Linked DNA regions of Anser cygnoides: region 2 is linked to region 1. The links are chromatin contacts, called in public Hi-C maps. All regions are on one chromosome and are shown on one strand. Each heading gives the region's core, a stretch centred on a gene start, on an enhancer-like site or on the middle of the called end of the contact. The rest is flanking DNA. Distances are from core to core; before and after follow the strand shown.

The links. A called contact is a pair of places that touch in the nucleus more often than the background predicts.
Region 2: a contact with region 1 is called in a Hi-C map of liver, with 9 times the contacts expected there. The contact joins the promoter of GATA6 here to the enhancer-like site in region 1. A contact is called at or near these places in 2 of 7 Hi-C or Micro-C datasets (both in liver).

The regions. Positions count from the first base shown.
Region 1 is chr2:113,621,654-113,624,947 of Taihu_goose_T2T_genome, reverse strand. No RefSeq gene overlaps it. Among named protein-coding and RNA genes, the nearest start is that of GATA6, 66 kb to the left of the region's middle. Within about 2 kb of position 1,892, at least 1 of the 3 cell types and tissues checked has open chromatin away from gene starts, as enhancers often do. A contact at or near this core is called in liver, where this site is marked.
Region 2 is chr2:113,688,206-113,691,360 of Taihu_goose_T2T_genome, reverse strand. It overlaps GATA6 (GATA binding protein 6), which reads right to left and starts at 1,637. Exons shown (of 7, transcript XM_066992850.1): 1 at 1,487-1,637; 2 at 1-333. The coding sequence starts at 314.

The DNA of each region.
Region 1 (3,294 bases), core at 643-3,142:
TAAATGTCTGCATGGCACCCGACATAATGAGAACCCTATGTGTGAGGGTCTTGCAAACGAGAGGCTTTGTATTTCAGTATCAGTGTAGCTCTTCTGGCAGCCCTAGAGCTGATATTGAATGAGGGCTGATGGACTCAGATGTACTTAGAGCAAAAACAAACAAACAAACAAACAAAAAAGAGCTCGGCTAGGGTGTAATATTAACCATATGCCCCATAGGGGATTGACAGAGAGTCTGCACTTATTCCTGAAGGTTAGTGCTGGGCTAAAGGTTACCATATGCTCTAGGAATGCTCTGCAAACACCAATGAGTGGCCATGAAAGTTGAAAACTTGAAGTTACTATACAGTCAAAGGTGGTTAATTGCAGCTTCTACAACCTGTTTGCCCAGGTATATAGAGCATTCAACTGCTTGGTTACAAGGGATGTTAGCTTTTCTCCTCACACATGACTGACTAATTTTCTACATACCATGTGAAAGAAAATGCAAATAAAAGTGGTTTTCAAACAGAACAGGTTTTCTTTTCCAGTGTGGCCTCTACAAAACTTTATAAGCTCAACAGTGGCTGGTCAGAAAGAAAAGATCAAGATCCACAGCCACGTAGCCTGGAAAGGAAATGGAATGGAGTTTTAAAAACAGAACAAAACAAAACAAAACAAACAAAACAAAACAAAACAAAACAAAAAAGAGGAAAAGCAAACGTTAATATTGCCAGGAACTGCTTCTGGTTATGTTGTGAGGTCTCCATCTATTTGGCAAGCTGTTAAATCCTTCTGCACACCACACACATCCCTTGGCATCTGATGTGGGCAGAAGCATGTGGTAAAGACTGTTTTCCAAATGTTCTCAACTCTTCTAGGTGCTATGGACATTTCATCCTAAATAATAAGTATGGGTGGGCATCAAGGAGTGTAGATCCATAGAGGCTGCATTTATCTTGACAAATTGTGCCTGTAGTTCTCCAAGGACCGTGAAGGCAGGGACAGAGAGGAGTAGGGCAGGCAAGCAAATCAGAAGCACGAGCAGGATGGGGCTTATAGCATCATATCGTGGGACCCAGCTATAAGCAACAGAAATAGAAAGGAAATAACTGTGCTGGCCTGCCTTTACCACCTGGCTGGAGCTGTGTTCAAGCTGAAAGGTAGGTGTCCTTCTCCCAGCCATGGTTCGTGCTGTGGGGGAAGATGTTCCTCTGTGGGAACGTCTCCTCATTTGCAGAAACTGAGTGAAGGAACAGGCTGAGGTGAGGAATGTCAAGCTAAAATGCAATAGTAAAGGGCCCTTAAGGCACATAGGGGACTTCCCTTGTGACTGCAAAGTGCAAACTCAAGAACATAAATCACAGAATATTCAAAGGCACAAAAACACTGGAAATAAGACTGAAGTGGAGCTGGAAGGCAGAGTAGTGATTAGGACTTCTGACAGTACAACTCAGCCGTTCTTTAAAGGTCTTAGATCAAATGTTTAAAAGTGATGGGTTCTTAACCGCATCAGAGTCTGTACTGAAACATCTCTGTCCCCAGCCATCTAAGCAGCTGAATAATCTACTGCAAAATGCCTATCTTGGCATCTCAGCAAAGAGCTACTCCAAGCAGCTGGCTTCTTTGGAAACAATTGTCCCCATCCACACTTTCTTCCTTCTTCAGAAACAAACAAACAAACAAGAACAACAGGAAAACCAAAAAAGCCAAAGCCTTTCACACCTGGTAGAAGATGAGATGCATTGCTAGTAAAATGACTTGAGGAGGGAAATGAGTCAAAAGTTGTGTTATTAATCCGGACAGGTAGGAGAGGACAGCACACAGGACTCTGATGTTTTGCCCTACCAGCACGGGAAGGGTAGGCTGCAAAGGAGCAAAAGGCAAAGCAGAAGAAACCCCCAGTAGTAGGGCTGGAAGGAAAGCCTTGCTGGCCACACTCAGCTGCAGACAAAACCTCTGCAGCCGGATTACTGCCCCAAGCCTTACCTTGTACCAGGGGCAGGTACAAGATCATTCCTTCAGGAAAAATGCACCTAAAAGACAAAATGGCAAGCACAGTGCTGACTAGGACACGGGTCTGGTTAATATTATTAAAGGAACAAAATTTCCCTTCCCCCAGAGGGAATCTCTGGGCCAGAGATTTGTGTGCAAAATAGCTCAAGTTTTTCCCTGTGGTCAAAGACCGGTGTTTTATTTATTCGCGGTCAGTCACATTGGACTTGTGTCACATTTTGCTGTGGTACTCCATTATTTAATAAAGTCCCGTGGACACTGGCCAATGCTGCTGCTTGACACGGACCGCTTTCTGACATTGCACCTGGCCAAGTGGATCGTTTTTTTATTGAGAGAGGAGGGGAATTAAAGGTGCAACAAGAAATTGTTTTTTAGCCCAAAGGAAAGAGAGTTGTCAAACCGCACAGCACTTTTTTTTAATTTAACTTAACTTGTTAGATGAATACAGCTGCTTATGCCACAGAGCACTTGTGTGTATGTATCAAGCTGCTCTTAAATCCTTCTTCTAAAACAGTGCACGTCTCAGCGATTTCCCATTGCAACCAAAGCAATAATGTGCCCATCCACAAGGGCTCAACTTCACCCTTCCTAAAGGTCCTGAGCAAGACCCCTCAAACCACTGCACATTCCCCTGTCCCAGCAAGGCAGCTCGGCCCCTGCCACCTCCTGCTGTGGTCACCGACTTCCAGAGCCAAGTTTTATCACCTCTCCTCAAAGTGAGGATGGCTACCACTGCTCACCACCACCCTGCAGCTTCTTTTTCCCCATTTCGCAGACCTGAATCTTGAATAAAAGGCTCTTAGGATGGATAACACAGCAGGACTGTCATACCAGCCCTGATATTGCGGGGTTGAAGACAGAGCGAAAATGGGGACCTGTCTGCCTTAATGAGAACATTTCAAGATGGCAGCTACAAGGCCTGGGAAAATAAACCAGGGGAACTAGACAAGAGAAAATTATAAACTGTTGAAGTCCTGGAGTACTTCCCGGTATTCAAACAGGTAATAGATTTGTTTAAATAACTGGAAGTAGTTTCAAAACGTCAACTTTGCTGCATTGTCTAGCTTCTCCTTTCTGGTCCGGTTCCAGTCCAGGAATGATGACTGGGAGGTTTCTTCTTACATGAGCTCAGGGAAAAGCACCTACTGCAAAAATAAAGCAAAACCCCACAGCACTTCAGTGGGGAATTTTTCAGCTGGCACACGTCTAAAGCTTTCATGATTTCCTGTTGTGCAGATAGCTTTGGGGAAATGGTTACATGACCTACTGCTGAAATGGCATCAATGAACTATCCACAGA
Region 2 (3,155 bases), core at 388-2,887, 67 kb before region 1:
CAGATCAGCTTGGTGGCTCGCTCGAAATCCGCCAGCAGCAGGACGTCCTCCCAGCCGGGCGGGCCGGGGGGCTGCGGGACCCCCGAGGGCAGCGACGGGGCGAGCGGCGGGGCGGGCCGGGGGCCGCCGTCGGGAGTCTCGGAGGAGCTGCGCTCGCCCTGGGAGCCGCCGCAGGAGGAGGAGGAGGAGGAGGAGGAGGAGGAAGGCGAAGGAGGAGACGGGCCCGGCTCGCTGGCCGCGAAGGGGCAGGAGGAAGCGCCGGAGTCCGCAGCGCCCCGCTTCAGCACGCACCAGCCGCCTTCAGCCACGGCCATCCAGGTCCCCTTCTAGCCGCTGGGTGGGGATGGGGAAGGGAGGAGGGCAGGGGGAGGAGGGAGAGAGGGAGGGAGGGAGGGGAGGGGAGGGGAGAGGGGTCCGCAGGGCAGGGCGGGGAGGGAGGGCACAAAAGAGTAGGGAGGGAGGGGGGAGAAATAATAACAACAAAGTTAGCGAGCGGGACAGCCGCTCTCCCTCCCGCAACGAGGCTCAGCGGGGACCCTCCAGGCACCCCACGGCTCACATCGCCCCATCGCTGCCCCCCCTTCCCCACCGGGCTCGGGAGCAGGGAGTGGGGACAAGGGGGGGGGGGGGGTGCAGAGGGACGTGTCCCCTGCCTTGGCCGCCGCCGCTGCCCTTGTTGTTGTTAGCGCTGCCTCAATGAATGAGTCATTTGACTCGGTTCCACCGAGAAAACAATTAGCAGGGCGATCCCTTGAAGGGTGCTTCTCCGGAGGGAGACGGGAGCTTCTCCGCCGGGAGCCCCCGCTCTTTTGCTCCTTTCCAGCCCAAGGTCACGGAAAGGAGGAGGAGGAGGAGGAGGGGAAGGCACCCGGGAGCCGGGGGATGCGCAGGGGCCGGGCCCCGACGTGTGCGCGGCGGGGATGGGGCCGGGATGGGGTCGGGGCCGGGGGTGCCGTGCACGGGGCAGGAGCCGGTGCCAGCGGGACGGCCCCGATCCCCAGCAGGTCCTTCTGGGGTCGGCACCGTCCCGCCGCCAGCCGGACTCCGCTGGCATCCCGGGGCCGCCGGCGCACGGGCACCCGCGGCGCTTCGGGGGGGAAGGAGCAGAAAGGGAAAGGGGACCCCGAGAGGTGACAGCGAGCAAAGCCTCCGGTGGGGGTCCCCTCCCTCAGCCCGCCGAGATAACCGCCCCCCGAACCGCGCAGCGCGCCCGGCCCCACGCACCCCCCCCCCCGGCAGACAGGCACGGGACGCCTCTCTCTATCCCCCTGCGAGATAACGGGCAGATAGATAAGGGCCGGCCAGATAAGGGCTGCAGCCACCGGCGTCGGATGTTTGCCCACCGGGGCTCCCCGGGGCTCCCCCGGCCGGGCGCAGCTCGGCTCCCCTCGGCGGCCGGCCCCGGGGTGGGATGGGGGGTGGGGGGGTGGGAGGGGGAGATGGGGCCGGGGAAAGTCGGGGACAAGCGAGAAGGGCCGGGCCAAACCTGCTGCCGGTGGCCCTCATGGGGCCGGTTCCTCGGGAGGTAAATCCGGTGCCGAGGGGGGCGAGCGGCGGCGGCGAGTCCGGCGGCGGCGGCGGGCGGCTCGATGTATAAAAAGGAGAGAGGAGGAGGCGCCTCTCGCAGCCCTGCCGGAAAAGTGCAGGCAGCCGGCCCTGATTGGGCTCGGCCGGCCCTAAAACAAACACGGAGCTCCGCAGGGGTGCCAGGCCCGCCGGCGAGCCGGCCCGCGGCGCGGCCACGGCGGGGGCGGGCGCCCTGGAGGCCGCCCCGTCGAGGGGAGGGGGGGGGGACGGGGAGGGGGACGGGGACACGCGGCACGGGGACGTGGGGGGGGGCACCGCAGCGATGGGAAGGGGGCAGCGGCCCCCTGCCCGGGGGTGAGCGGACTGGGCTCGTATAAATGATCATTATTATTTTAAACCACAATGAATGCCTCCCCCCCCCCCCCCCCGTTTAGGGGAAATATTCACATTTTCTTAGGGATTTTTTGTGCCCCGGAGGATGTGCGCCTGGCTCCCGCTGTAAGGGATCAGGTGAACGACCCCAAATCTCCCGATTTTTATAATCGGAGCTATCCGAGAGGAAAAAAACGTGGCTCCTCCTTGAGCTACCCCAGCCATCAGGTGAAGCCAAAGCCGGCCGTAGGATGTGGCCAAGCCAGCAGCAGGCGGTAGGCATTTTTCCGCTGTTTCTTTCTCATTCTTCCCTTTTTCTTCCCCCCACCCCAACCTCTCCCTTTAACACCACCACCCCCCCCCCCGGCCCTATCCTCTTATCTCAGCTGTGTACAAACTGATACGGCACTTAGCAGGAAAGTGACTGGAAATTAAAATAACTCGGTTCGCCAGGGGTTATCAGCTGGGTATCTGTCATCATCAGTCCCCACACAAAGACGCATCCGCGGCCAGGGCTGGCAGCAGAGCTCAGCCCGGGCTCGCCGGGGCCGCATCCAGCCCGGGACCCGGGCCCGGCTTCTCCTGGGGGGGTCGCAAGGCAAAGGTGACCGGGGCAGGCGACGAGAGCGGCTGGGGGACGTGGCACGGGGCAGCCGGCTGCTCCGCCGGCGCCTGGAGGGGTGGGGGGAGCGGGGACGTGTCGCGACAGCGAGGCTTTATCGCGAGCCGTGATTGCGGGGATGTCGCGGCAGGGGGCGGGGAGGGGGACGAGCGGGTTCCTGGGGAGCCGGTTCCCTGTTGGATCCCTGTGGGATTAAAGGCGGCTCGCTTCTGGGCCATGAACAGCGTTCCTCGGGTCGCCCTGCCCGGTGGAAAGGAAGATTGAAAGGACTTTTTATTTTATTTTATTTTTTTATTTTTTATTTTATTTATTTTTTGACTTTTAGATGCTTTTTCGTGGGTGCAGTTTTCAATAGGAAACCACGCGTCGTCTCGAAGCGCCCTGCGACGCGAATTTGCCATTTAATTTAATTTTGTTTTTTTTTTTTTTTTCCGTGTTTTCACCTAAATAATAAAAAATACGCTCCAGGAGCTGGGGAAGCGGCGGGTGAGGATGCAAACACCGCCTCGTCCCAGCCGGGCTGCGGCCGCCCCCCATAATTGTGCTTTATTAATTAATATTAATTGCGATTAATTGCGAATTTTCCCATTTAGAAAGCCCAGCCGGACCGGGACCAGCGTGGAAACCCACCCCC